5 separate regions of the Sus scrofa genome follow, and all the other regions are linked to region 5. A link is a contact called in public HiChIP or PLAC-seq and promoter capture Hi-C data. All regions are on one chromosome and are shown on one strand. Each heading gives the region's core, a stretch centred on a gene start, on an enhancer-like site or on the middle of the called end of the contact. The rest is flanking DNA. Distances are from core to core; before and after follow the strand shown. Region 1 overlaps DCAF12 (DDB1- and CUL4-associated factor 12). Region 2 holds the start of SMU1 (DNA replication regulator and spliceosomal factor). Region 3 holds the start of UBAP1 (ubiquitin associated protein 1). Region 4 overlaps UBAP1 (ubiquitin associated protein 1). Region 5 holds the start of UBE2R2 (ubiquitin-conjugating enzyme E2 R2).

Region 1 (5,113 bases), core at 2,438-4,937, 300 kb before region 5:
TCCTTCAGCAAGCAGTCCTCTAATTCACAATGCACTGAAGCATTTGCTTATGGATTATTTACTGTTTGTAATGTTGTGATGGAAGGAAATCTTAAATGTTAGGAACTGTTGTCAACCAAAGATCAGTTAAACTGAGATAAACCAGATCTAAAATAATCATGTAAGGTACAGATTTAATTTACAATATTTGCGAACAACTTTTAGGACTGCACCTGAGGCATGTGGAGGTTCCCAGGCTAGGGGTCAAGTCAGAGCTATAGTTTTTATTTTTATCAGTTTTTTGTTTTGTTTTGCTTTTTTGCTTTTTAGGGCCGCACCCACAGCATATAGAGGTTCCCAGGTTAGGGGTCCAATCGGAGCTACAGCCGCTGGCCTACCCCACAGCCACGGTAATGCCAAATCTTGAACCATGATCTGCGACCTATACCACAGCTCATGGCAACGCCGGATTCTTAACCTGCTGATCGAGGCCAGAGATCAAACCTGCATCCTCATGGATATTCGTCGGGTTTGTTACCCCTGAGCCACAGCGGGAACTCCTGCCCAGAAGTCTTTGCTGCTTGGAGTTCCCATTGTGGTTAACAAATCCGACTAGGAACCATGAGGTTGCGGGTTTGATCCCTGGCCTCACTCAGTGGGTTAAGGATCTGGTGTTAATGTGAGCTGTGGTGTAGGTTGCAGACACGGCTCAGATCCCACGCTGTTATGGCTGTGGCGTGGGCCAGAGGCTACAGCTCCGATTAGACCCCTAGCCTGGGAACCTTCATATGCTATGGGTGCAGCCCTAAAACACACACACACACACACACACACACACACACAAAGTCTTTGCTGCTTATTACTTCTGTGATAGACTCTTTTTCAAGAAGAAGCAATGCTCAGAAATCATTGATTCCTTCACATCCCAGCAGCCTCTGGGCTCTGCTGCCCTTGCTCGGTGCCTTTAGGCACCACTGAGGATTGGCTGAGTGACAAGGATACAGGGTTAGGGCTGATGGGGTTACCTGGGCTTGAGCAGTCCCATGAGCATGCTTTCTGCCCTGAACAGCTCCCATCCAGTGGGAGTCAGGCTAGGCAGTGCCAGAAACCAGCTTCTTTACCTGAAGGTCTGTGAGAAAGGTAGTGCCTCTTTCTGGCAGAGAGAAGGGAGTGGGACCTTGCTTTAGTGCCTCGAGGTTATCCCTGGAAATAGCCTAGTTTTTGGTCTCTCTCTTTCTGAGTATTGAATTCCAGCTTGACCTTTTTTTCTTAACTTTAGCACCTGTATCTTATTGTTGATTATTGTCACCCTTTCTTTCCCTTCCATACTTCGGGGTGGAGCAGGGCGTGACTTACTCAACTGGGGCAGGTCTTTTTATCTCTGACTTTGTGTGGCTTGTGTGAGGAAAGCCCACAGAGGTGAGCATCTGGGAACAGTGCAGGGCCCTGTGCTCTGTGGTAACGCCATGGGTGCATCTCTCCTTTCTCTCTTTTCAGCTCCTCTCCACCAAACTGCCATATTGCCGTGAGAATGTGTGCCTGGCTTATGGTAGTGAATGGTCAGTGTACGCAGTGGGCTCCCAAGCTCATGTCTCCTTCTTGGATCCACGGCAGCCATCGTACAACGTCAAGTCCGTCTGCTCCAGGGAGCGAGGCAGTGGTAAGAGGTCCCGTGTGCCCCTTAGGCTTCCAGCTGCCATGTGAATGGGTTTTGACCTTTGGTTTCTTTATGGGTTTCCAAACAAATACTTTATGGCACCTGGTGGGGGTGTTTAGTGACACAGAGGGAAGCTTGAATACCTGCATATGGCAGCAGAGCTCCAAATACCACTGACAGATGTGTAGCCACAGAAGCCATTGGTGGAAACCAGTGTTCAGGATATTAGTGGTGTCTGTGTTCTCTCACAGAGCCCTACTGAATGTCCTGTGGTACTTCTTTGCTGGAACCCCCCTGAACTGTACAATTCATTTTGTGCTAAGGGATGATGTGGGGTGAGGAGTTTACAGAGGGCCACGAGGACATTTTTAGGAGTGATGAATATGCTTGTTGTTTTGATTGTGGTGATGGTGTTATGGATATATACACATGTTAAAACTTCAGGTTATAGAAGAGTTCCCTGGTGTTCTAGTGGTTAGGATTTGATGTTTTCACCTCTGCAGCCTGCATTCAGTCCCTGATCTGGGAACTGAGATCCCACATGAAGCTGCTGCTCATTGCAGGAAAAAAAAAAAAAAAAACTCCAACAAAAAACCAAAAAAACTTCAAATTATATACTTTGAATATATGCAGTGTATTGTATGTTAATTATACTTCAGTAAAGCAGAAGAAGATATTTATTTGAGATCAGTGGGTGACTTAGGTTTCAGCCTCCCTTTTTTTGGGGGGGCGGGGTCTTTTCTAGGGCTGCTCCAGCAGCATACAGAGGTTCCCAGGCTAGGGGTCCAATCAGAGCTGTAGCCACCGGCCTACGCCACAGCAACTCAGGATCTGAGCCTCGTCTGCAACCTACACCACAGCTCACGGCAATACCAGATCCTTAACCCACTGAGCAAGGCCAGGGATCAAACCCACAACCTCACGGTTCCTAGTCGGATTCGTTAACCACTGCACCACGATGGGAACTCCCAGAATCCAAATTAACCAGCTTAACAAAGTGTGTTTTCTTCATCTCACATTGTCCCCCTTCTCATGCAAAAACATGACTATGTTATCCTGAGAGTCCTAAAAGGCAGTGTGGATTTCAACTTAGCTTCTCTCTTCAAGCAGTAGTTATTTTTGTGCAAATGTTGCAAAGATGGCCTTTGCTTTGGGTTTTTTGTTTTCACTTATAGTTGAAATGCTCACATTTTAGAACAGGGAGAATAATGTCTGTAAGGAGACTGGTGAGGGAAAAAATAAACAGGCTTGGCCAGAATGATGTCTACCATACAGAATTTCCAGAGATTTTGGTTACTATTTACAGGAGTAGCTTTCATACTTAATAAGGAAATCCTGATTTCACAAATATTAGTGAGCACCTCATATGTACCTAGAGACATCTTCATATGCAGTGCACTTATTTGATCCACAGATAGAGCAGATGTATTTTTCCCTCTGACTCAGAGTGATTAGACGACTTGGCTTAAATTCACAGTATAAGTAAGAGACAGTGCTCCTTTGAATGCTTCAGTTCTAGGCTGTTTGCCACCCTCATAACACACCTAATTCCAGATAAAGACCTCTGGCAGTGCCATGGTAGTGGTTTTAGGTCAAGTACAAGAAAGTTCTTGTTAATGTAATGATTTATAAATATGTAGATTACCCTCAGTTTTAGCATGGATTGGAAATGTATAATGGCGAAGAGCTTAGAGTTACGAAGATGACTTCAGAGTGAGTCTAGGAGTGGCAAGGAGGTTCCAGGCATACTTATGGTTGGGCCAGAAGCATCTTGGGCATCATCGGGCTTCTGGTACTTCTCGGAGGCTCATGGAAAGGTTCCTGTTAGCGTGTGCATGGGCACTGTGGCATCAGGGTTCTGGCTTTTGCATGAGCTGTGTCTGCCTTGGGAAGAGCACTGTGGTATTTAGGGTGCCATGTGAACTCTCTCAGAGAAATTCAGGCTAGCAGAATTTGATTGCTGTACTTTTTCTCTCTTAGGGATCCGGTCAGTGAGCTTCTATGAGCACATCATCACTGTGGGCACAGGGCAGGGCTCCCTGCTGTTCTATGACATCCGAGCTCAGAGATTCCTGGAAGAGAGGCTCTCAGCTTGTTATGGGTCCAAGCCCAGGCTAGCAGGGGAGAATCTGAAACTAACCACTGGCAAAGGCTGGCTGGTGAGTAAGCCCCTGCCGGACAGTGACCAAAAAATTGTCTTCACTCTACTCACCCACTCCCACCCCTGCTGACACACTACCTACCCACATAGTTTTTTCACTAGTAAGAGGCACTCTTCAGAGCAGAGAAAGGCACTTTCCCTTGATTTTGTTTTTGTGACTGCTTGTCTGTGGGAAAGCAGAGGCCCAGTAAGACATACCAGTTGACCCAGGTTAACCCCCAGGTGATAATAGAGCCAGAAGAAGAAGGAACCTCCCACTGAGGCTGCCAGTGAATTCTTAAAGCACTTGGTTCCAGCAGTCCTGAGACCTTAGGTTTACATAGCAGTTCTTCAGCCTGTTTGGCTCCTCCCTCATGTTCATTTGGAAAAATGAGGCCCAGTTCCCATAAACATCAGTCTCCTGGTATCAGGTTATAGCTATAGGACCTTCTCCTCTTAAGGAGCCCAGGAAACATTCCTCTCCCTTCTTTCCCCTTTCCTGCCCCATGGCAAGTGCTAATAGAATCTCTCTTTTTCCCATAGAATCATGATGAAACCTGGAGGAATTACTTTTCGGACATTGATTTCTTCCCTAATGCTGTTTACACCCACTGCTACGACTCGTCCGGGACGAAACTCTTTGTGGCAGGAGGTCCCCTCCCTTCAGGGCTCCATGGAAACTATGCTGGGCTCTGGAGTTAATGACAACTAACTCTCTTCCAAAATGCAGAGATTTACACTAACTTCCATCCTCAGTTTCCATTTCTTCTTTTGATTTTTCTCCAGTTGTGCGAGGCCCTCATATTTTAGTGGGAACAGCGGAGTTTGCCTATAGTTGAGGCACTTGACAGAAAGAAGCTCTGTATGGAAATCTAGAGTCTTTTGATTCTTTCCTTTTTTCCATTTTTGGTAATCAGAATTTCATTTTACTGTCTTTTCTTTCTGCTTTTCAACCAAACGTTGTTAATTCCTGTTTGTATTTTTTCTTTAAGTGACACACACTGTCCCCTCTCTGGCTTCTTTAGGCTGACGTAGTCATTCTTAATTCTCACCCTTACTTCACTCTTCAGAGGTAGGGCTTCTTTATAATTATATGGTTGCTGTCAGACTTTCTGTGAAAGTTTGGGGGCTGTGTGTGTGTGTTTGTGTGTGAGTGTGAGAGAGAGAACTTGTGTGCCTGCAAGTACAGTGTGTCACTGAAATTACCTGGAGTGAGGATTACTGTAATTAAAATATTTATAAAAGAAACAACTTTATTCACAGAGACCAGCTTTAGGACTAGTCTTTATCTTGTTTTATACAGTCTAACAACACTTATTATAGGAAGTAAAAACAGA
Region 2 (5,891 bases), core at 542-3,041, 380 kb after region 5:
CCTTGGGGTCACTCTAGGCTGTTTATTAACCAGAAATTAGGTCTAGGAGGCTGTGACCCAGCTCTTGAGTGTGCAGTGTATTCATCTTCCTTTTAGAGGTTAGAAATTGTCTGTGTTGTGTGCCTGTTTGAGGTTCTTTATCCATGTACAGGTGGAGAGATGTGAGAGACCTCATTTGTCTAGTGATAAAAATGAAATATTCTAGGAGTTCCCATTGTGGTGCAGCAGAAATGAATCTGACTAGCATCCATGAGGATGCAGGTTCAATCCCTGGCCTTGCTCAGTGGGTTAAGGAGCTAGTGTTGCTGTGGCATAGGCCGGCAGCTACAGCTCTGATTCAACCCCTAGTCTGGGACTCTCCATATGCTGTGGCTGCAGCCCCCCCCACCCCAAAAAGACAAAAACAAAATAAACCAAAAAATGAAATATCCTAGACAAGTTGATATTTAGCAATTGTCACAGTTTATCAAATTGCTAATAAGGGATCAGCAAGGTAATAAAGCTTATGCTTTGGGTATGGGAATGATATGGAAATTGATGGGTTATATAGTTGGGATACAGAAGATTTACATAAGCAACTAGTTTAGTGGGGGAAGAAACTTCCTAACTAGGTAAAGAGTGCAGTTTGATTATATAAAGTAACAAATGTCATAGTCAAATCTGCTGTTACAGAGGAAACATGGATGAGGATAGTTTGTGATGCTGAGCATTGGCTGTCAATCAGAGATTAAAAGTCAGGAGTTCCCTGGTGGCTCAGTGGGTTAAGGATCTGGTGTTGTCACTGCTGTTACAGATCCCCCTGGGGTTCAGTTCCTGGCCCTGAGAATTTCACATGCTGTGGGAATGGCTTAAAAATACAAATTTTACAACACAGATTTCTTACCATTGTGCTGCAAATATTTTTTTAAAAATTACAAAGGATGGCAAAAAAATATTTAAAAAAATAACCTACATGAAATTCATTAATATCTCTACTTTTCACTTGTCTCTGCTAATTTAATTACGTATGGCTTAAAGTCTATTAAAAGAAGTCGCAAATCTCCTTTTACATATTTGTATTTGCCTTCGTCGTTTTTCTTGTAATTGCATCACTGTTGTGAAACCATTTTCAAGTAAATACTTAGTTGGAAATGCTACAAGTAATCTAGCTCTTTCGAAGAAGTGAATATGCAAATCCCTAAGGCCCAAACTTAATCAGATTAATTTAAATGTGTTTTGGCTTTAAAATCTTTCATTTATTCACTTAAACTTAATGAACTCTTCTACAAATGTTGCTAACTGGGCCACTGGTTTCCAATGTCTTAATCTCCCAGAGATGTATTGTAAATCCAACTCTTTTTTTATTGGCTACATTCATGGCGTATGGAAGTTCCAGAACCAGGGACTGATTCCGAGCCGCAGCTGTAACCTATGCTCTGCGCTAGTTTTGAACCCATGCCTCCTCAGCAACCTGAACTGCAGCAGTCAGGTTCTCAACCCACTGCGCCACAGCGGGAACTCCCAATCCAACTATACCTTTAAATCTAGTCAACTAATTAAAAAGTAAACCAAAAAAGAAAAATTTTAAAACCAGTCCTTTAAGGATAACTTCCCCTCCAAGAAAAAGAAAGGATTCTATAGGAGCCGGTGCCTATGTTCCAACTCTCGACAGAAGAGTTGAAGCTCCGCCCCTCACGTACTCCACGCCCCTCTTCCGTACAGACCGCGCCCAGAGCCTGCGTCTGACGTCGAGCGGAAGTGACGTATAGGGGCCGCCGGAGGTGTCGTTGGTGCGTTGCGCGGCTGGGCCTTAGAGTGGAGTGAGGCCTGCGCTCAGGAAGCTAGAGCCATGTCGATCGAAATCGAGTCCTCGGAGTGAGTCCTGCAGTGGGAATGTTACCGAAGTGGCCGGGGCCGGGAGGCAGAGGGTTGCGGGGGTGGGAGTGGGAGGTGGTGGAAGCTGCTCGGGGGAGGCGTCCGAGAGGCTGGGGAGCGGAGGGGCATTTCCTTTCCTATAAAGAAGCTTTTGGGATCTGGCTACCTTGGAGGTGGACCTACAGAGAGGTAGCAGATGAGAAGCCCAAAGCCCTGTGGAAGGTGGCGCGGGGCTGGGGGAAGGAGACTCCTGGAAAACCTGAATTCTAGCCCTCGCCAACTTCTGCTGTACCTTGTAACTGAGCAAATTAGCCATCCTATTTGGATTCCGGTCTATCAGCACAAGGGGGCTGGGCTCGACGCCATCCATCTCTTCCCGTCCCCATCGAACACCGTGGTGGTTTCCTCCCTGTGCGTGCACCGTCCTTTGCTTTCTTCTGCACAGCTTTTGGTATCGTCACCGTTTTTCTGCCCATCCTACTAACCTGTATAGCTCCTAGGGACTCGTTTGCATTATAGTCCCAATTCCCAGCCCATCGTAAAGGCTCAATAATTGCTTTTAGAATGAATGAACGACTATTTTATCAGGTTCTGTCTGGCGCTGAATTTTATTTAGCGTGTGAGCTCTGTAGTCACAAAGGAGGGACAGAATTTGGAGATTGGGCAAGGAGAATGATAAATTTGGGAGAGAGGGGGACTAACGAATGATTGAAGAAAGTCTTCAGTAAACTTCTCCAGGACTCCATCCTCCACCTTGTTCTTGCCAACGCTTAGTAGTTAAGTCAGCAGACAACATTTGTGTCCTGAGTGTAAAGGAGAGGACTTGTCCTGAAGATCTGCCATAGGAGGAAGGGAGGTTTATTCATTTAGCAAATACTGAGATCTACTGTGTATATTTGTTCTAGCCCCTGGGACTGTAGTAGTGAACGAAACAGACAATAACCCTTGCTCTTAGGGAAAGTACATTGTGATGGGGAAGGCAGACAGCAGACAAAATCAGTAAGTAAGATAGCTTAGCAGATGGCTGTAAGTGTTGTGGAGAAAAATAAAGCAAAGATGGACAGTGAAGACAGTTATGGCAGGAGTTGGAAAGGAATCCACCCTTTGGGGCCTGAATAAAATCGGGCACTGACCATCCTCCCAGCCTTGGCTGCAGCATGTTTTTGTGATCAGTAATTGCTGCTATTTACTAAGTATTCTCTATGCTAGTTACACTATGTGTTGTAGTCAATCCCTTTGATCAATCCTACAGGGTAGGTATTTTTCTTAACAGATGAGGAAACAGGCAAAGAGATGTTAATTGACTTGTCTGCAAGTCACAGTTAGTGAAAGAACTCTGATTGAAATCCCAGCCTATCTCCAAAGCTTTTAGCTCTTTGTGTATTACATTGTGTTTGAAGGAAGTGAATTTGATTTTGGTTATATCAAATTTGAGTTCTTTGCAAGGATGGAGTCTCATATTAGGAGTGTAAGTGGAAGTGTCCTATGGAAGCCAGGGATTGAACCCGAGCCACAGCAGTGGCAACCCCAAATCCTTAGGCCATCAGGGAACTCCTGCAGGAACTGTTTTTAAGAGGGTATTTGGGGAGTTCCCGCTGTGGTACAACAGGATTGACATTGTCTCTGCAGCACCAGGACACAGGTTCAGTCTCCATCACAGTGGGTTAAAGGATCCCATTGCCATAGGTCACAGCTGCAGCTCCGATCTGATCCCTGATCTACAAACTCCATATGGCTCAGGGCCGCCAAAAATGATAAAAAAAAAAAAAAAAAAGGTGTTTGCTTTCCTGTCTGGGATGATGCTACCTGCCACACTGCCAGTTTGAATCTTTTTTTTTTTCCATTTACCTCTGTTACTTGGTCACATCCTCACGTAAAATGGACATAAGAGTAATGCCATCTTTATAGGTTTTTGTTTTGTTTTTTGCCTTTTGTGCTTTTAGGGCCCCAACAGCAGCAGCATTTGGAGGTTCCCAGGCTAGGGGTCTAATTGGAGCTACAGCTGCCAGCCTATACCACAGCCACAGCAACACCAGATCCGAGCTGCATCTGCGATCTACACCACAGCTCACGGCAACGCCGGATCATTAACCCACTGAGCAAGGCCAGGGATCGAACCTGCAACCTCCCGGATTCGTTTCCACTGTGCCATGACGGGAACTCTGGGTTTGTTTGTTTGTTTGTTTTTTTAAAGGCAGTACCTGTGACATATGGACATTCCTGGGCCGGGGATTGAATCCGAGCTGCAGCTGTGGCAACGCTGGATCCTTTAACCCACTGCACCAGGCCAGTGCTGCTGAAACAACCTGAGCTGCTGCAGTTGGATTCTTTTTTTTTTTTTTTTTCCTTTTTAGGGTGGAACCTGAGGCATATGGAAGTTCCCATGCTAGGGTCAAATTGGAGCTGTAGCCACCAGCCTACACCACAGCCACAGCCATGCCGGATCTGCGCCAAGTCTGTGACCTACACCATAGTCACAGCAACGCCAGATCTCCCACCCACTGATTGAGGCCAGAGATCTAACCTGCATCCTCATGAATACTAGTTGGGTTCGATTCCTCTGAGCCATGCTGGAACTCCTGCAGTTGTATTCTTAATCCACTGCACCACAGCAGGAACTCCCTCATAGGGTTGTTTTGAGGGTAAATGAATCCAAAATGCTTAGAATAGTCCCTGGTATATAGTAAACACATAATAAACATCAGTTGTTACTTTTTGATTATTGTTTCTCTCCTGGGAAAGAGAATTGATTAAATTACGATCTGAAACCCCTTCCAGTCAGGACAGTGTGACCCCCTATACAAGTGCTGTCAAGTAGAAATACAGTGTGAGCCACATAGGAGCTTTTAAGGCAAAAGAAAAAGTGTATCATAGCATTGTGCAGTGAACTTTTACTGTCTATGTGAACAAATTCAGCACCAGACTCCTTAATAGTAAGCCCAAGATCAAGGTTTAACTATATATATTTAACTATAAATGGCCTGTAAGTTTTCTGTCACATGCTGAAAATTGTTGCTTGTTCTCTCAGTATTTGGAAGTTGTTGGGCCTCTTGGGAAACTGAATCCACAGTGTTTTTATTTCACTTATCTTGAAAATTTCTTTCTTTGTGTGTTTGTGCTTTTTAGGACCAAAATCAGACTAGAACCATGAGGTTGCAGGTTCGATCCCTGGCCTTGATTAGTGGATTAAGGATCTGATGTTGCCTTGAGCTGTGGTGTAGGCCGGCACCTGTAGTTCTGATTTGACCCCTGGCTTGGGAACCTCCATGTGCTGCAAGTGCAGCCATGAAAAGCAAAAAAAAGGACTAGATCATCCAATTATTTAAGTATTTTGTGTCAATGACTAGGTTAGGTGTAAAATATTTTACTAAGGTGTCTAACAGTGTAATCATATGAATTAATAAGAAAATTCGGGAGTTCCCTTCATGACTCATCAGTTAACAAACCTGACTAGGATTTATGAGGATGCGGGTTTGATTCCTGGTCTCGATCAGTGGGTTAAGCGGCATTGCTGTGTACTCTGGTGTAAGTCACAGACGTGGCTCAGATCTGGCAACAGCTGTAGCTCCAATTTGAACCCCAGCCTGGGAACTTCCATGCCCCAGGTGTGGCCCTAAAAAACAAAAGAAAGAAAGAAAGAAATTTGACATAATGAAAAGATCCCTGGCCTTGAAAATAAGAGAATCTCCTTGGTACTGACTTCCTTTCTAGCTGACTGTGAGACATTGGGCAAATTATTCCCTTTTCCGAACCCTAGTTCTTATATTTCTGAGTTGGAGGTAGGACTGGATGATCCCCAAGGTCTCTTGTAACTTAGATTCTGTGATTTTTTTGGGGGAAAGTTTTACTCACATGATAAAGAAGTGGAAGGCAGAGCCTCCTTTCCTGCCTGCTTGCATTTCTCTCAAGCTTTTTATCTTTTTTTTTTTTTTTGTCTTTTTATAGCCACACTCGCAGCATATGGAGGTTCCCAGGCTAAGGGTCCATCGCAGCTGCAGCTGCCAGCCTGTGCCATAGCCACAGGAACTTGGGATTTG
Region 3 (5,227 bases), core at 45-2,544, 390 kb before region 5:
TTAGGAAAATTTAACTTAAAAAATTCCACTTTAAAAAGTAGGCTAATACAATGTAATTTTTCTAGACTTTAGATAGTTAACATTTTTTCACAAAATAATAGAAACTTTCAGTTTAACTAGGTTGGGACATTAACTAGAAAGAGCTGGCTATCACTAAAAACTAAGTGCCCTGTTTTTCACATCATCAAATGTAACAAAATTCTAAAGAGAAACATCCATCATATCTATCGAAATTCTCAAATTCTAATAATCAGAACTGAGGAAAAAAGAGAAAGCACTAGTAAATCGAGTTAGAATATATTTAATAGGTCACTAAATTACCAAACCTGGTTTTACAACACTCGTGGTGTCTAAAAACTCTCAAAATTTCATTTCAGCTTAATATAAAATGTATTATGCCCAGTCATACATTTAAGAAGCTCGTCTGGAAACAAGAACATGTGGCTATAACACAAAGGTCAGAGATCACTGATAGAGAACAAATAAATGAACTATAACTTGATGTTCCCCACGAAAGATTTGGGGCTGTTTGTGAACCCCAGGTATAGATAAGTCTCCACCCAAGAAACAAACAAAAGAAGCAAGGTTAACATACCCGGAGAAGACCAGACAATGTCAAAGATACCCCCAAAGATCATGCACTCCGGGTCTGGTCTCTCTTTCTCCCAAATCTCACCGCCTCGAGGAGAACTAAATCTGCATTTCACGTCCCCAGTTTACTCTCAACTTCCTATCACTCACCTTTACTAACACCTGGGTCCCTCGCATCAACATCCTCTAATTCCCACGGAGCGCTCTCACTCTACCGCGACTATTTTCCAGGAGGGTATTAGTCCCCTTAATCCGAATTCATTTATTTTCCCGCAACCCATCTGCCCTCCGCCCTTTCAACTCTGGTCCCCTCACTTCGACCCTTCTCCCAGAATCCTCCCCAAGTCACCCATCTCCGTCCCCTTCGCCCTCACACCCCCCTGGGCTGCAGCTCCTTTCATTCCTCTCAGCCTCCGGCTTCTTCCCTGTCCCTCCCCCATCCGTCTCCCAGTACCGGCTTCCTCCCCCAACTCCGCCCCTCTCCCCCTCCCCCAGCGGGAGGCCCCCTCACCTGAACGCCGCCGCCTCTGCCGTCCCAGAAGCCGAAAGGTGCTGCCGCCGACCGGCCTCCCAGGCTCGGTCCCCGCTGAGCTCCTGACGGCTCCTAGGGAGAGCGAACGCCACCACCTCCAACTCTGGCCGCCCCAGGCCAGGCCGTCACCGTAGCCTCCGCCAGTACCACAGCCGCCATGTTGAAGTCCCGCTTCCCTCCTCCTTCCTCTCACGGCTCCGCCCCTTTCGGCGTCTGATGTCATGGCGCCGCGCTCCACCCCTCGAGCCAATGGGAGGAGTCGTCGGTAAAGTGACTAATCTCTCCTAGGGCTGAACAACTCCTGTCTGGAGCGTTTCGAAGGAATGAGTGAACCCTGCTGACCAGAAAGGAGGGAGGAAAGGGGATGGGTCTCTGAGAGGGTAACGCGTCAGGGTTAAAGAAGTTGCCCAGGCGGGAAGCCGCGACCCATCAATCTCCAAGGGACGCACAAAGGTTTACCAAGGAGATGTATTTGGGAATAAGGATGTCTGGCATCTGGCCCCGGGTCATTGACTTGGTGCAAAGTACTATGATACTTTCTGGGCCTCACTTTTCCTGTTTACAACCGAATGAGTTGAAAGGTGACCTCTAAATCTCCCTCCAGTTCTGACTTTCAAAGGAATTTAAACCAGGTAATCCAATCCCAAATGTTTACTTCCTTCTGCGCTTATTGGAGTTCTGGAATCAAGTGCATGGAGGTTCATAACTGAGTAAGATAAATCTTTGTTCCCAAAAGTTCCTAATTGGTGGAAGATAAAGAAGCATAAACAGTTAACTCTAGAAAAAGTCAGAGTATAATGGATTCAATTGCTCTGGAAAATCGACTTTTGGGAGTTCCCTGGTTCCCTAGTGGTTAAGATCCAAGCCTTGTCCCTGCTGTGGTTCAGGTCACCCCTGTGACAGAGTTAGATCCCTGGCGACAGAACTTCTGAATGCCATAGACCCAGCCTCCACCACAAAAAAAATTTACTTTTTAGTAAAGGATTAAGAAAGATTTACATCTCTACAGTTTTTTGTTGTCTTTTTGCCATTTCTTGGGCTGCTCCCTCGGCATATGGAGGTTCCCAGGCTAGGGGTCCAATTGGAGCTGTAGCCGCCAGCCCACGCCAGAGCCATAGCAACTCGGATCCGAGCCGCGTCTGCAACCTACACCACAGCTCATGGCAACGCCAGATCCTTAACCCACTGAGCAAGGCCGGGGATCAAACCTGCAACCTCATGGTTCCTAGTCGGATTCGTTAACCACTGAGCCACGACGGGAACTCCTCTACAGTTTTTTAGTGAAGTAGTAAAGTATGTGTACAGTCTCATATCCAATTCTTCAGCCCTGTTTTCTCTCCAGAACTCCAGAGAAGATAATTGTAACTTGAAAAGTGCAGTAGTTTGTTGTTGTTTTTTTTTTTTAATGGCCGCACCTGCAGCATAGGTACGTTCCCCAGGCCAGGGATTGAATCCCAGCCACACCTGTAACCTCTGCCACAGCTGAGGCAACTCAGGATCCTTAACCCACTGCACCAGGCTAGGGATCTAACTTGGACCTTCACAGCAACCCAAGCTGCTGCAGTCAGGTTCTTAAGCCACTGTGCCACAGCAGAAACTCCCAAGAGTGGGGGGGTGGGGGGATGTGCCTGGGCTGTGGGATGGAAATCCTGTGAAATCAGATTGTTATGATCATTATACAACTACAGATGTGATAAATTCATTTGAGTAATAAAAAAAATGGAAAAAAAAAAAAAACTCCCAAGAGTGTCATAGTTTTAAATCACAGTGAGAGAAGACAGATAGTCCAGAAGGCGGGCATTGAAGTGAGCAGAGAAGAGGAAATCATGTATTTTGGATCACTTGCCTACTTTACTCAACAGATAATGGGCAGCCACAAAGGTCTGTGGAGAGAACAGTGAACTGAGCAAGTCTCTTCATCAGAAGAACTAAAATGAATTGGAGACTACATGGTAGATTTCTGCATTGAGTAAAAGACTTACATCTGAACTAGAGACACTAGGAGATGAAGCTGGTATAAGATTTAGGAAATCAACTCAAGATTTAGAGACCTGCTATATGGGAGGAGAAACCATGAAGAAGAAAGAGCCAAGTGGGTTTCTCTTGTGGCACAGCAAGTTAAGGAACCCATTTTGTCACTGCAGCATCTCAGGTCACTATTGTGGTTCCAGTTCAGTCCCTGGCCCTGGGAACTTCCACAACCCATGGACGCAGCCAAAACTAAAAAAAAAAAAAAAAAAAAAAAAAAAAAAAAAACTTTTAAAAAAGAGCCAGGAGTTCCTGCTATGGCACAATGGGTTAAAAATCCTGCTGCAGGAGTTCCCGTCGTGGCGCAGTGATTAACGAATCCGACTAGGAACCATGAGGTTGCGGGTTCGGTCCCTGCCCTTGCTCAGTGGGTTAACGATCCAGCGTTGCCGTGAGCTGTGGTGTAGGTTGCAGACGCGGCTCGGATCCCGCGTTGCTGTGGCTCTGGCGTAGGCCGGTGGCTACAGCTCCGATTCAACCCCTAGCCTGGGAACCTCCATATGCCGCGGGAGCAGCCCAAGAAATAGCAGAGAAGAGGAAATCATGTATTCTGGACCACTTGCCTACTTTACAACAACAAAGGACAAAAGACAAAAAAAAAAAAAAAAAAAAATCCTGCTGCAGCAGCTCAAGTTGCTGGAGAGGCACAAGAGTTCAATCCCCAGCCCAGGAAAGTCCATATGCTGTGGATGCAGCCATAAAAGAAAAAAAGGGGAGTCCCCATCATGGCACAGCAGAAACAAATCCAACTAGTAGCCATGAGAATGCAGATTCGATCCCTAGCCTGCAGCTCCAATTTGACCCTTAGCCTGGGAATTTACATTTGCCATGAGTGTGGCCCTAAAAAGCAAAAAAAAAGGAAAAAAAAAGAAAGAGCCAAGTTTTGGGGGTGTCTCATTAACAGAAATAAGACCTAAGATTTACTGAAATACGAAGGGAGATGATAATTAGTCCTGCTGACCAAACTGAGGTTAAAACGACAGCAGATTTTCTATATGCTGCGAGTGCAGCCCTAAAAAGAAAAAAAAAACTTTTCATTTATTTCACCAAGAAGTATTTATTGAGTGCCTGCAGTATACCAGACATTGTTCTATGCACTGGTGATATAGCAGTGTATTAAAAGACCACTCCCCCCCAAAAAAACCCCTCCTCTCAGCTTACATTCTAGAGGAAAATAACCAATGATGATGACGGGTATCACGAAGAAGAATAAAGCAGAGGAAAGGAGATAGAACATATCTAGGGATGACATTTATAAAGGATGGTCGGGGGGAACAGTGACATCTGAGAAAAGACATGAAGGAAGTGAGGAAATGAGTCATGCAGATATCTAAGAGAACAAAATGCCAGGCCAAGGGAACAGCAAGTACAGAGGCCCTGAGATGAAAGGTCACCTTCTATGGAAGCAGCCCAACGTGGCTGGAATGGAGTGAGCAAAGAAGAGAATCATGGGAGGTGAATTCAGAGAGGTAACAGGGAGCTAGATTACTCAGGGTTTTGTAGATCATTTTAAGGACTTTGGTTTTTACTCTAAGTGTACTGAAAGAGTGAAGAGCTTTGGGCAGAGAAGAAAAGTGATCTAACTTTTTAGCAGGGTCACTCTGAGCATAAGCTAATAAGGGAAAGGGTGGAAGAAGAAAGACTGCTTAGAGATTATTGCACTCATTGAAGCAGGAAATGACCGTTCTGTAGACTGAGTGGTAGTAGAAGTGAAAGTAACAAATAATCAGGTTCGGGGAACGTTCTCAAGATAAAGTTGTAAGAATTAGATGCTCATGTGAGGAAATTAGAAGACTCAAGGGTTATTTTAAGATTTTTAACCTGAGTCGTATTTTTGCAGGTATGGCTAAAAGAACAAAAAAATCACACTAATTAAAATTTCTGAGGGAGGAGCTCCCATTGTGGTTCAGCAGTAATGAACATGACTAGTATTCATGAGATTCCGGGTTCAATTACTGGCCTTGCTCAGTTAGTTAAGGATGTGGCATTGCCATGAGCTGTGGTGTAGGTTGCAGACAAGGCTTGGATCCCAAGTTACTGTGGCTGTGGTGTAGGGTGGCAGCTGAAAAAAGAGGG
Region 4 (5,246 bases), core at 237-2,736, 460 kb before region 5:
GGCTCATAGAGACCTGGCGAGCACCGTCTCCACACCTGACCTTCCACCCCCAAAAGAAAATCCAGAAGTGTACCCCTTCTCCTTCCCCACAGATGGGCTGCTCAGGGCCTCTGGCAGGGGTGGTTCCGTGGCAGGGCCTAGGCAAGGCCTATCTCAGCTGGCTCCCGCCCGAGCCATGAGGTCTTCCAAAGCATTGTCCTGGTCATTGTTGTGTAGGAGCAGAACTTCCTTAATGTCTTTCAGTTCAAAGCCCATTTCCTTAAATTTGCTCATTAACTGAAGAAACTCCATCATCTAAGGGAAAAAAGAGAGTAGACTCAAGAAAGAGTTCCAGCCACAGAAAATAGCTGAGTGGAGCAATGTGTGTGTAAGGGGACTGCTGGGGGAGCCTGCATCCTTCGCCAGAGCCTCATGAACCCCTCTGAGGTCCCCAAGCAAGCAGAGGAGGGCCATGGAGGAAGCCGGGGTGACAGGTGGGTGCCAATCAACCTCCAGAAGGTGTGCCCAGTCCCAACTCTAGCTGACCTTTACTCAGGTCCCACCCACTGTGGGCATCCGTGCTCCCACTCAGGAGGATACTGGTCTCAGAAAGGGCTGCCCTCCAGCAAGCAAGCCAGGTGAAGTGATGAGCAATCTCCCCCATCATCCCAAAGTATGCCTGCTTTTTTTTTTTTTTTTTTTTTTTTTTTGGTGATGGTGATTTTACCCTTCCCTCCACTAGGCTTCTAGATAAGTCTTCAACCCAATTATCTGAGCCTAACACCCAAACTAGCCAAATGCCGTATGCACACAGGAGGTTCTGTGCTTCAACAACTTCTGCCCACAGTCAGTGGAAGGAATAAAGACTGTGGTCCAGGAGGACCCCCAGGACAGACGACTTTGTTCTTTCCGGAGGGTTCTTATAAAGCATGAGGTGCCTACCTTTTCCTCTGAACACTGATGCATTTCCAGAGCCTCTTCCACTAAAAGAGGGTCGAAGCCTTTCTCACAGAGCTGTCCATGTGCAAAGAGATAGTCGAGAATCTAAGGGAAGAAAAAGGTTTAGGCGTTCCCGTTGTGGCTCAGTGGTTAACGAATGTGACTAGCATCCATGAGGACGTGGGTTCAATCCCTGGGCTCGCTCAGTGGGTTAAGGATCCAGCATTGCCGTGAGCTGTGGTGTAGGTCACAGATGTGGCTGGATCTGGCGTTACTGTGGCTGTGGTGTAGACTGGCAGCTGTAGCTCCAATTCGACCCCTAGCCTGAGAACTTCCATATGCCATGGGTACAGCCCTGAAAAGAAAAAAGAAAAAGGCTTAATTAAGCATCTACCGCCCATCCTGACTGTGCTTCCCAAAAGTCTTATGCACAACCAACAAGTATGACATCTGCTCCCCAGCTTGGCTTAGAATCAAAAGAGGACTTGACTTTGTACTTTGAACTGTGTCCAACACAGCAGGACCCGTGTGACTACCTGCTGACAGGCACGCCCTTCTAAACATGAGTAGCCACTTTTCAAAGGCATTCCTGTCACAGCTGACTCACACCTCCCAGCTGACGTCAGTCCACAGCCCAGAAAGGAAAGTCTTCTGAGAAACCACCCAAGTCAGAAAGTGCCCCCCAAAATTTAGGAACTCCCTAGGCAACTCTGACAGAATAAACATTTCTGGAAGAAGACATCTGACATACCTCAAGCCTAGTGTGCCCTCCCAGGAGAAGCAGAGAAAGGAATTAACTGGGTAACTGTCAACAGCTCCAATATTCCCAGGGCATTCCCTCAGCCTGGGTCTCAGAGCAGCCCCCAAAGCAGACGTGCTGAGGCTGCTGGTTTCCCCAACAAAGCAGCCCGAGTGCCCCCAAACATAAGGACAATGGTGCTTTGAATCTGAGCAACTCTAGGACAGAGGCTGGCCCCCACTCCAGCTCCAGAGATGGGGGGATGACCCCCCATGCACACCTCCGCCACTGACCAATCACTCACCTGCTCGATATTCTCTCCTTTCTTCTTCATGGCTCTCAGGACACACTCATACGAGTAGCCCATGTTGACCACTGTCTCCACACACTGCCGCTCACTGGGGGACAGCGTCTGCAGTTCAGAATAAGCCTGGGGACAGCCGGGAGTATTGGGCACTTGTGACATTGAAAGATTAGGAGGTGTGATCTGGTGGTGGAGAAACCAGAAGATTAGAACAAGAAGACAGACCTGGGCTCCCAAAGATGTCACTGAGGTGGCGCAATCCAGAGGCCTGTCATTTCTGACCTAATCAAGCTCGGGAGAGAAGTCTGCCTGGAAGTAAGGGCTAGGTTTCTGACCAGACATCCTGGAGAAGAATGAAGAGAGGTAGGGAGCTCTGGCTGTGGGAGAAAAGCTGGGATGACCCCTGCAAGCGTGGCTGTCCTCTGCCTTCATCCCACCCTGCAGAGTGAGGAAGCACCTCAAGAGCCAGATGCCCTTCCACACCCAACCCCCTGGGCTTCAGCTGGAGAAAGAAGTTCTGAAGACTGCCTGCAGGACTGATGCCCATGCTGGCTGCTATGGTTTCTCCCCAAGGCCCCGTTATCCCTTTCCTAGGCTGCTGTATCTGTGTCCTGGAGGGATCATTCACTTCAAATACCCCCATTCTGAGCTGACTCTCCCAGTACTGTCTATCCTCTGGGCTCAGCAGACTGCCAACGCCCTTCCCACACCCGCCCAGCTCAGCGCTTTGCCACCTTTGCCCCACACTGTGCACCATGCTTTGATTCCTTGCAACAGCCACTGTCCTTACAGAGCCAAAACTGAGGGACCACTACCCACTCCAGGCTGTGCTCTTAAGGCCCAGAATGTGGTCTCTAGGGCCCTGCCTCAATGGCACTGGCTGCAGGCAGCATACTCCCTACCACCAGACCAGACCTTGTTAACCCCTAGCCTGACTGGTGGTCAGATTCCCATGATTAAATCCTTCTCCCACTTCTGAAAATGAATCAGGCCCAAGGCAAAGACAACAGAACCTCCGTGGGAACAAAGTCACAAGCGTTTGACAGCTTGGCCTAGCTCCCAAGAAACAGGAAATATGTTTCCAGAATTTTTCCTTCTTCCCCCACCACCCCATTCTGCCCCAGGAAGCAGGGGTCCACTATTCTAGAAAATGTTTAAAGTTATATAGCGATAACCAGATGCTCTCCTCCCAGTCAGCTGGGAAAAGCCATAACGGGTCTTAAAGCCTGTTGTTTGTTTAACCATCTCACCCATCACACTCTAGGCAGCCCATTCACGAGGCTCAGTCATTATGTTATAGGAGTCACGACAGGGCATGAGGACTGGGGTCAAACCATTCTGGCCACTTTGTAGGCCCCAAGACTGTATCTGTCTTTTCAGGGGCAGGCTCTACCTGGGCCAACAGCCAACAGCATTTTGGTCACACTACTGGCACAGTATTTATTACATACCGTATGCGCTCCTAGAAGTTAGGTGCCATATCACATGTATTTCTGAATACCCAGGACCTGGCTCTCAAACTTGAAACTTACAGAGCCTTGATCAACAGTTACTGAATAAATGGAGGTCTATTAGGATTTCAAAAGGGGGATTTTATTTAACACAGTAAAGTGACACTAATTTTCCTCCCCTCCAAAGGCACTAAAATGATGATAAAACAATTAAAACCCTAACCTTGGATATCAAAAAAGAGGGAACAGCAGTGGACAACGTGTCAATGAAATTTTTAGAATGTGGAATGCTAATGGAGGCAGAGTAGCTGGCAGAGGCAGTGAAGTTAAAATGGAAACAGGAGGGTCAGTTCACCAGCCCCTGGAGACCCAGAAGCGGTTTGGCATTCGGAGGTAACACATGCTTTTGGGACAAGGCAAGGCACAAAAGAAGAGATCAGAGCAGACCTTCCCCACCTTCTGTAGGAAGGTCTAGTCTCTAGATAATGTGAACCAACATCAAAGCGGAGAAGGACAATAGGCACCGCATATGGCTGAGACAGATGCAAGAGCCAGAGAGTCTACACAAGCCTTCCACACCTTCTTTGGCCCTAATGCAGAATTCTCTGGATAAACTGTAATAGCCCCCCAAGACCTTCTCATGTTGACAGTCTACAGCACCCTTCAAAGCCAACTACCCTTCAACCTATAGTAAATCTTAATGATCAGCAAGCACACCCTAATGTACACATTCCCCCACTTTTGCTTTTATTTTAGTGCCTCACTCTTAAACATGAAAAGAAAGCCAAAGACACTAGCATAAGACACAAACCAAAAGAGGGAAAAAACAAAGCACTTGGAAATTTAAAATAAAGTGAAATTTTTATTTAAAAGATTTGAAAACTGAGCTGAGGAGTTCCCACTGTGGCAGAGCAGAAATGAAGCTGACTAGGAACCATGAGGTCGAGGATTCAACCTGGCCTCACTCAGTGGGTTAAGGATCTGGTGTTGTGGTGAGCTGTAGCTCTAATTCGACCCCTAGCATGGGGCAGCCCTAAAAAAAAAAGAAACCCAACCAACAAACAAACCAAAAAAACAAAAAACAAATGGAGCTAAGCCTTAGTTTGAAAGGATCAGGGAGGGCCAGGCACAATGAATGAACAAATCTCCAGAAATGAAGAAAAGATCCCAAAAGCTTATAGGAGTAGCAGTAGATATCAGAATGGTACAGTATAGCTAGAAATTACTGGAGCTTATACTTCAACATAAAGTATTTGAAAGTGTTTTGTTTTTTTTTTCTTTTTAAGGGAGCAATGTCTTAAAATTTTTAAAAGGAAAACAATCTTCAACTAAGCAATCTAAATCCAGCTAAACAATTATACACACGAGGGTAAAATTAAGACATTTTTGGATATTTAAGGACTCAAAAACAGACAGGTTAACCAACATATCTGAATGTAAATGAATGAGAAAATTATCATTAAGTTTCTGACAGCTCTTTTGGAGCATTTGGACAAAATTAGCAATAGGTACAAAGAAACTGCAGCATTTTTATTTTTTATTCTTTTTAGGACTACACCAGTGGAATATATAAGTTCCCGGGCTAGGGGTTGAATTGCAGCTGAAGCTGCCAGCCCATGCCACAGCTCACACCAATGCCAGATCCTTAACTCACTGAGAGAGGCCAGGGATCAAACCTGCATCCTCGTGGATACCAGTCGGCTTGATAACCCACTAAGCCACAACGGGAACACCCTAGATGCAGAATTTTTAGATGGGGGCAGTTAAACTATGAGAAACAAAAATGTACCCCCCAAAAATCATCATCACCACATCATCATCATCTTATCATCAT
Region 5 (5,224 bases), core at 1,556-4,055:
CTGCACAGAACCATAAATTTGCCTTTTTCCAACAAAGAACTTTGGTACAAAAAGCCATATAATAAGGGGAAAAAGCAGAAAAAAACAAAATTCTCACATGAGACTAAAACGCAAAACCTGTTTATGAATTTCCATACTTTTTTTTTACATGTCACAAAGGAAAAAAAAAAAAACAAACTGGAGATTAAACCATTCCTTTTAAATAGGACTGAAATTAAAAAGCATTTAAATCAGTGTATGCTACACCGAATCTTCCTTCCATACTACCTATTCCAAACTGAAAGGGTTCACCACATTCCTTTCCCAATTACTTAAGCAAAAACATTACAATTTGTAACCCAGTGTGTTTCCTTCACATACAGTTTGTTGTTGTTTTTAACAAATTGCACTGGAGTAAGATCATTCTAGCTAGTATCCTTTTACCTTGACTATGGATTGTCCCAAACAACGATACTTTTTGGAAATTAAACTTCATTTCTCTAAGGCCAGTCAGTACATATTGCAAGTATCTGCATCTGAAAAGTACAGTATATGGTGACCACAAAACATTAAGCATGTAGTGGGTATACACAATATTCTAAATACTAAATACGTGCCTTTAACCAGGTATCTGGTTATTCACAAACATGAATATTAAACATTCCCCTATCAATTCTTCACATTTTCTACAAAATAGACCCAATTTCAAGCCTGAAAGTAAGGCTTCTACTTTTAAAAAGAGTAGAAACTAAATTAGGTAGTCCTTAAAAATACACATACTACATGACTAAGATACTCATTTAAAACTTTTGCCAAGATAGCCCCTCCCTTCAAAACAAACTAAGACTGACTCATAGTCCTATTTGACTTAATTTTAGAAATAAAAAATTAAACGAATTCCTAAGCACTCATTTCTTCTGTCTCTGTACCTCTACCATTTAAAATATTCAACTTTCAATCTGTGATTTGCCTCTTCAAAAATGGTAAAAACAAAAATTAAAAATCCCCAATACCTCTAAGTTATCTACCGTGGAATAAAAAAAAAAAAAATACTGGATTCAGGAATAATAACCACTGCTCTAAAATCGTGAAAAAATAGAAACAATGTCTACGGTCGCTAAGGAGTCGTCCTACTCTGTGACACCATCCCACCGCAGGTGATACTTTTCATCCGTGAAATCACCCTCCATTTGCCAGTTAACCACCTGAGCAAAAGGTTTCAATTTTGTCTCACTAAGGTGGGAACCAATCCCCCTACATCACCTGTTCCGCCCTCTGTGGGTGTTTCTACATGTGGGGCCGGGGGAGGGAGGGAGTCAGTAGAGTTGGTAGCAGGGTGAGGACAAAGGGCATTTTGACACACGGCTGAAGTAAATAGAAAATGAGGACAGAAAAGGGGCTAGATTCAAGTTCTCTAAAGTAGGTAATGGCTAGAAAAAGCAGGCAACCTTGTTTACCAGCGCTAGGGTCCTATTCTTCATGACCGCCCACTGGAATGCGAAGTTGGAACCACCACTATTCAAGAAGCCCAGCAAATCCCCAAAATGTCAGGGCACCAGGCAGCCTCTGGAATGACAGACCGATACCCTTCCCCCACCCCCACCCCCACCCCAAAAGAAAGGTCCAATCCCATAAGTGCAGGTCACTCTGCCCTCTGGGGTAGTTCCAGCCGGCGCAGAGATGGTCCCGATGGGAGGACGAGAGGGGAAAGACAGACCACCTTTCTTCCCGCACACCCTCAGCTGGGGAAACAAAACAAAGACCGCTCTCCTCCTCCTCCTCCTCGGGTAGCCACTACCCTAGCCACAGAGACTTTCCTATTTCCCGGTGCAGTCTGGCCTCCCGCCCCCGCCCCCGCCCCCATGACAAAGAAAAGGCACTTGGAGAGCCAGCGAGGCCTTCCTGCCTCCACGGATGGGGGAGGGGGCTGCCGACGTGAGGAGCCCCCTCCGCTCACCCGCGCTGCCACTCTTGGCCGGGAAAAGAGCGGAAAGCGGCGGCCTCCGCCCGAGGAAGCCAGGTTGGAGAGGGGCTGGGGGTACCTTGAAGTAGCCGCCTTCGTAGAGGGTGTTAGGGGGTCCGAAGATGGCAACCTCCCAGTTGTAGAGGTCGGACTCATCCACCAGGGTGATCCGGAAGCCCTCCACCGGTTCCTCCTGCAGGGATTTCAGCTCAAGCATCAGGGCCTTCTGCGAACTAGTCATCTGCTGCTGGGCCATCGCGGCGGCGGCGGCGGCGGCGCCGGGCCGGGGCCCCAGTCCTCACGCACCGGCCGGGCCGGACCAGGCCCCTCCCCTGCGCTCGCCCTCGGCCGGGCCGCAACGGGCCCCGGTCTTCACACACCCGGCGGCCCGGACCAGGCCCCAGACGGCCCGTGGGCCAGCCCGGTTCCTCTTCACACGACGCGGGCCGGGCCGAGCCCTTCTCCTCGCACTCAGGCCGTGTGGGGGAGGGGTGGAGAGAGTTGGAGAAATTCGCTCCTGGTCCCGGGCCTCCCCCCCCCGGAGGGGGCCTCAACTTGGGGGGGGGGGAGAGGAGGTGGAATTGGAGGAAGGCGGCGGAGGGCCGGCGATGGTGAGAGTACGCGGCCGAGCCGGCCCGGGAGCGCCGCGCTCGCTCGCCCTCTCGTTCTCCTCGGGGGCCGCGGGGCCGAAGGGCGCGCGGAGCCGAAGGGCGGGAGGAGGGCGGCACGCGGGGGTCTCGCAGCGGCGGCGGCGGCGGCGGCGGCAGCGGCGGCGGCTGCGCGGGGGGAGGGGCGACGGCGGAGGAGGAGGAGGAGAAGAGCGAGAGCGCCTCGCGCCGCGGGAGCGACGGAGTCGAGAAGAAGGAGGGAGGGAGGGAGAGAGAGAGAGAGGGAGGAGGGGCGCGCGTCGGGAGGGAGGGCGGCCTGGGGCGGAGGGTGGCCCGACGCGCGTGCGCGCGCCCCTCCCTCCCCCGCCCTCCTCACCCTCACCCTCCTCCTCCTCCTCCTCCTCCTCTTTCTCCCACTTGGGCGCCTCCTCTCCGCTGCCCCGCGTGGTGGCGGCGCTTTGTGACGCTGGCGCGTGTCCCCCACCCTTAAAGGGCCAAGCGTTCGTGCGGGCCGAGGGTGGCCGCAGGAGATTGCCCCTGGCCCCAAAATGACAGTTGTGTGGCTTGACGCCATGGTGTCAAGGCGCGCCCCGGAAGGGACCTCTGATCCTAAAACTGCTTTCGCTCTCCTTCCCCTCGGTGTATCCACAGGCCTCTGCACCGCTCCTTATAGGAGCCCTGATCCATCTTCCCTCCCGCTTCCTTCCAGTGACACAGTCTGCTCTCCCTGCACTCAGTAGATGCTTGACAAGGATGTGCTGATAATGTGGGTCTTATTGGTGGGAACAAGCGTCCCGACATCTCTTCTGCATATCCAGTTCTCATGCCATTGTATCCTTGAGAAAGCTGTGTCACCCGCATAGGGAGTTGGGGGGCAGTTTCCTATTGGAGAAATGAAGAAGGCAGATAGGCCAGTTTCTACTTCCCTTCTTAACTACAATGAAGAAATTGTAGGAAATAGAGAAATAATAATACAGACAGAACCTGGGTTTCTGGCCCTTTTCTGTGTGATTTGAGGCAAGTGCTCTGGCTATCCCCCAGTTTACCCATTTGTAAAACGATGTATTTGGTTGAACTTTGACCTCCCTACAGATCCTTTCAGCTTGAAAGTCCAATCTAGAACTGGAGAACTTTCAAGACAATCATAACTGAAGTGAGGTATGAAGACAGTCTTCAGTCCCCATGGTTTAGAATACCGCTTTCTCTTAGGAAGGCATGTCCTATGATACTGCCTGAATACTTCCTAGAAAGGCCAGGATACTGTGAGTTCCACATAGTTAGAATTTGGGGATCAGAAAGATCCTTGGTTCCAACCCTAGCTCCACCATTTTCATTATATTACCTCTTCCTTGTTCATTTCCTTCCGTAAAAGAGAGTTAATTATACCTAACATATAAACAATTGTAGTGATTAAACAAGATCATCTATGTACAGAATTTAGCACAATGACTAGCACATGGTAAATTATCCATAAATAGGACTTTAAAGAAAAAAAAATTTTAAGGCACAGCTATGTTTGGATACATCTCAATTTTTTAGTAGGCTTAAAAAAAAGTTTTGGATTTATAGAAAAATGGAGAAGATAGTACAAAGAGTTCCCATATACCTGGCAACCAATTTATCCTATTATTAACATCTTACATTAGTGTAGTACTTATTACAATTAGTGAACCAGCATTGATAATTTTATTATTAACTGAGGTCTTTACTCACATTTCCTTAGTTTTTATTTAATGCCCATTTCTGTTTCAGGATTCCTCCTAGACACCATACTATATTTAGTTTTTGTGTTTCCTTAGGCTCCTCTTGACTATGACAGTTTCTCAGACTCTCCTTGTTTTAGATGACCATAAAAGTATTGAAGAGTACTAGTCAAGTAGTAGAATGGCTCTCAATTATAGTTTTGATGTTTTTCTCATGATTAAACTAGAATTTTGGGGTTTGGGGGAGAAGATCACAGGGATAAAATGATATTTTCATCATATCAGGAGACTATAATATTAACATGACTTAATGTTGATATTGACCTGGATCACCTGGCTGAGGCAAGATACCAAGTTCCTCCACTGTAAAGTTACCCTTTTTACCTTTCTGTATTGTACTCTTTAGAAGGAAGTCACTATGCATAACCAAATGAAAGATCCCCTTCATTTTTTTGTTATTGTTCTTTTTTTCTGAGCTGAAGTCTCAGTATTTTAAAGAATCATTCCCTAGCTCCCAACTCTATTCTTTAGGTCTTGAGACCAAACTCCACTGGAATTAGAGCATATCTGAGTCAATGCAACCCCTCCTCCCCAAATGATGGTGTATGACTGGTTCTAACTTCCTGTCCTTCACCACTCAATTTAGGGACAGGAAGATTGCTGACCTGGAAATATGGGAGATGATGTTGACACCTTTAATAGCAAGGCTGTGAGTAGACAAATAGGCAGAAAGTTCATCTTCAAAGCATTTCGCCCACATAAAGTTATCACAGCCCCACCCTGACCCAGAAGGTAGCAGGTGCCTAGCCTAAGTCACTGGAATACACATCTGGCATCCAGACCAGAAGCCACTTCCTGGACTCAAATCAACTCACAAACTCATACAATATTCATGATGCCATGACCCTAAGGTGGGCGGCTAATAAACATATACGTGACTAGAAGGCTCACAGCTTAGTGTGTTGATGAGT

What was found. Promoter capture Hi-C pulls out the DNA fragments that hold promoters and counts their contacts. HiChIP or PLAC-seq counts read pairs in DNA pulled down with a chosen protein or histone mark.
Region 1: a contact with region 5 is called in an H3K27ac HiChIP or PLAC-seq map of skeletal muscle, with 3 times the contacts expected there. The contact joins the enhancer-like site here to the promoter of UBE2R2 in region 5. A contact is called at or near these places in 2 of 5 promoter capture datasets (fetal liver and liver), 7 of 47 Hi-C or Micro-C datasets (embryonic fibroblasts, heart right ventricle, liver and 3 more) and 2 of 2 datasets of contacts at active chromatin or transcription factors (alveolar macrophages and skeletal muscle).
Region 2: a contact with region 5 is called in a promoter capture Hi-C map of fetal skeletal muscle, with 2.9 times the contacts expected there. The contact joins the promoter of SMU1 here to the promoter of UBE2R2 in region 5. A contact is called at or near these places in 1 of 5 promoter capture datasets (fetal skeletal muscle), 6 of 47 Hi-C or Micro-C datasets (alveolar macrophages, embryonic fibroblasts, liver and 3 more) and 1 of 2 datasets of contacts at active chromatin or transcription factors (alveolar macrophages).
Region 3: a promoter capture Hi-C map of fetal liver shows a contact between it and region 5, with 4 times the contacts expected there. The contact joins the promoter of UBAP1 here to the promoter of UBE2R2 in region 5. A contact is called at or near these places in 2 of 5 promoter capture datasets (fetal liver and liver), 1 of 47 Hi-C or Micro-C datasets (liver) and 1 of 2 datasets of contacts at active chromatin or transcription factors (alveolar macrophages).
Region 4: a contact with region 5 is called in a promoter capture Hi-C map of liver, with 4 times the contacts expected there. The contact joins the enhancer-like site here to the promoter of UBE2R2 in region 5. A contact is called at or near these places in 2 of 5 promoter capture datasets (fetal skeletal muscle and liver), 4 of 47 Hi-C or Micro-C datasets (embryonic fibroblasts, fetal skeletal muscle, heart right ventricle and 1 more) and 1 of 2 datasets of contacts at active chromatin or transcription factors (alveolar macrophages).

The regions. Positions count from the first base shown.
Region 1 is chr10:32,708,499-32,713,611 of Sscrofa11.1, forward strand. DCAF12 (DDB1- and CUL4-associated factor 12) reads left to right here. Exons shown (of 9, transcript XM_021064687.1): 7 at 1,477-1,639; 8 at 3,617-3,795; 9 at 4,320-5,113. The coding sequence ends at 4,478. Among named protein-coding and RNA genes, the nearest start is that of DCAF12, 37 kb to the left of the region's middle. Within about 2 kb of position 3,688, at least 5 of the 83 cell types and tissues checked have an H3K27ac peak or open chromatin away from gene starts, as enhancers often do. A contact at or near this core is called in embryonic fibroblasts and skeletal muscle, where this site is marked.
Region 2 is chr10:33,397,592-33,403,482 of Sscrofa11.1, forward strand. SMU1 (DNA replication regulator and spliceosomal factor) reads left to right here and starts at 1,792. Exons shown (of 12, transcript NM_001243898.1): 1 at 1,792-1,854. The coding sequence starts at 1,829.
Region 3 is chr10:32,624,740-32,629,966 of Sscrofa11.1, forward strand. It overlaps UBAP1 (ubiquitin associated protein 1), which reads right to left and starts at 1,295. Exons shown (of 8, transcript NM_001267841.1): 1 at 1,103-1,295.
Region 4 is chr10:32,553,080-32,558,325 of Sscrofa11.1, forward strand. UBAP1 (ubiquitin associated protein 1) reads right to left here. Exons shown (of 8, transcript NM_001267841.1): 6 at 1,962-2,144; 7 at 922-1,023; 8 at 1-294. The coding sequence ends at 154. Among named protein-coding and RNA genes, the nearest start is that of UBAP1, 70 kb to the right of the region's middle. Within about 2 kb of position 1,487, at least 19 of the 83 cell types and tissues checked have an H3K27ac peak or open chromatin away from gene starts, as enhancers often do. A contact at or near this core is called in liver, where this site is marked.
Region 5 is chr10:33,011,668-33,016,891 of Sscrofa11.1, forward strand. It overlaps UBE2R2 (ubiquitin-conjugating enzyme E2 R2), which reads right to left and starts at 2,806. Exons shown (of 5, transcript XM_021064700.1): 1 at 2,022-2,806. The coding sequence starts at 2,198.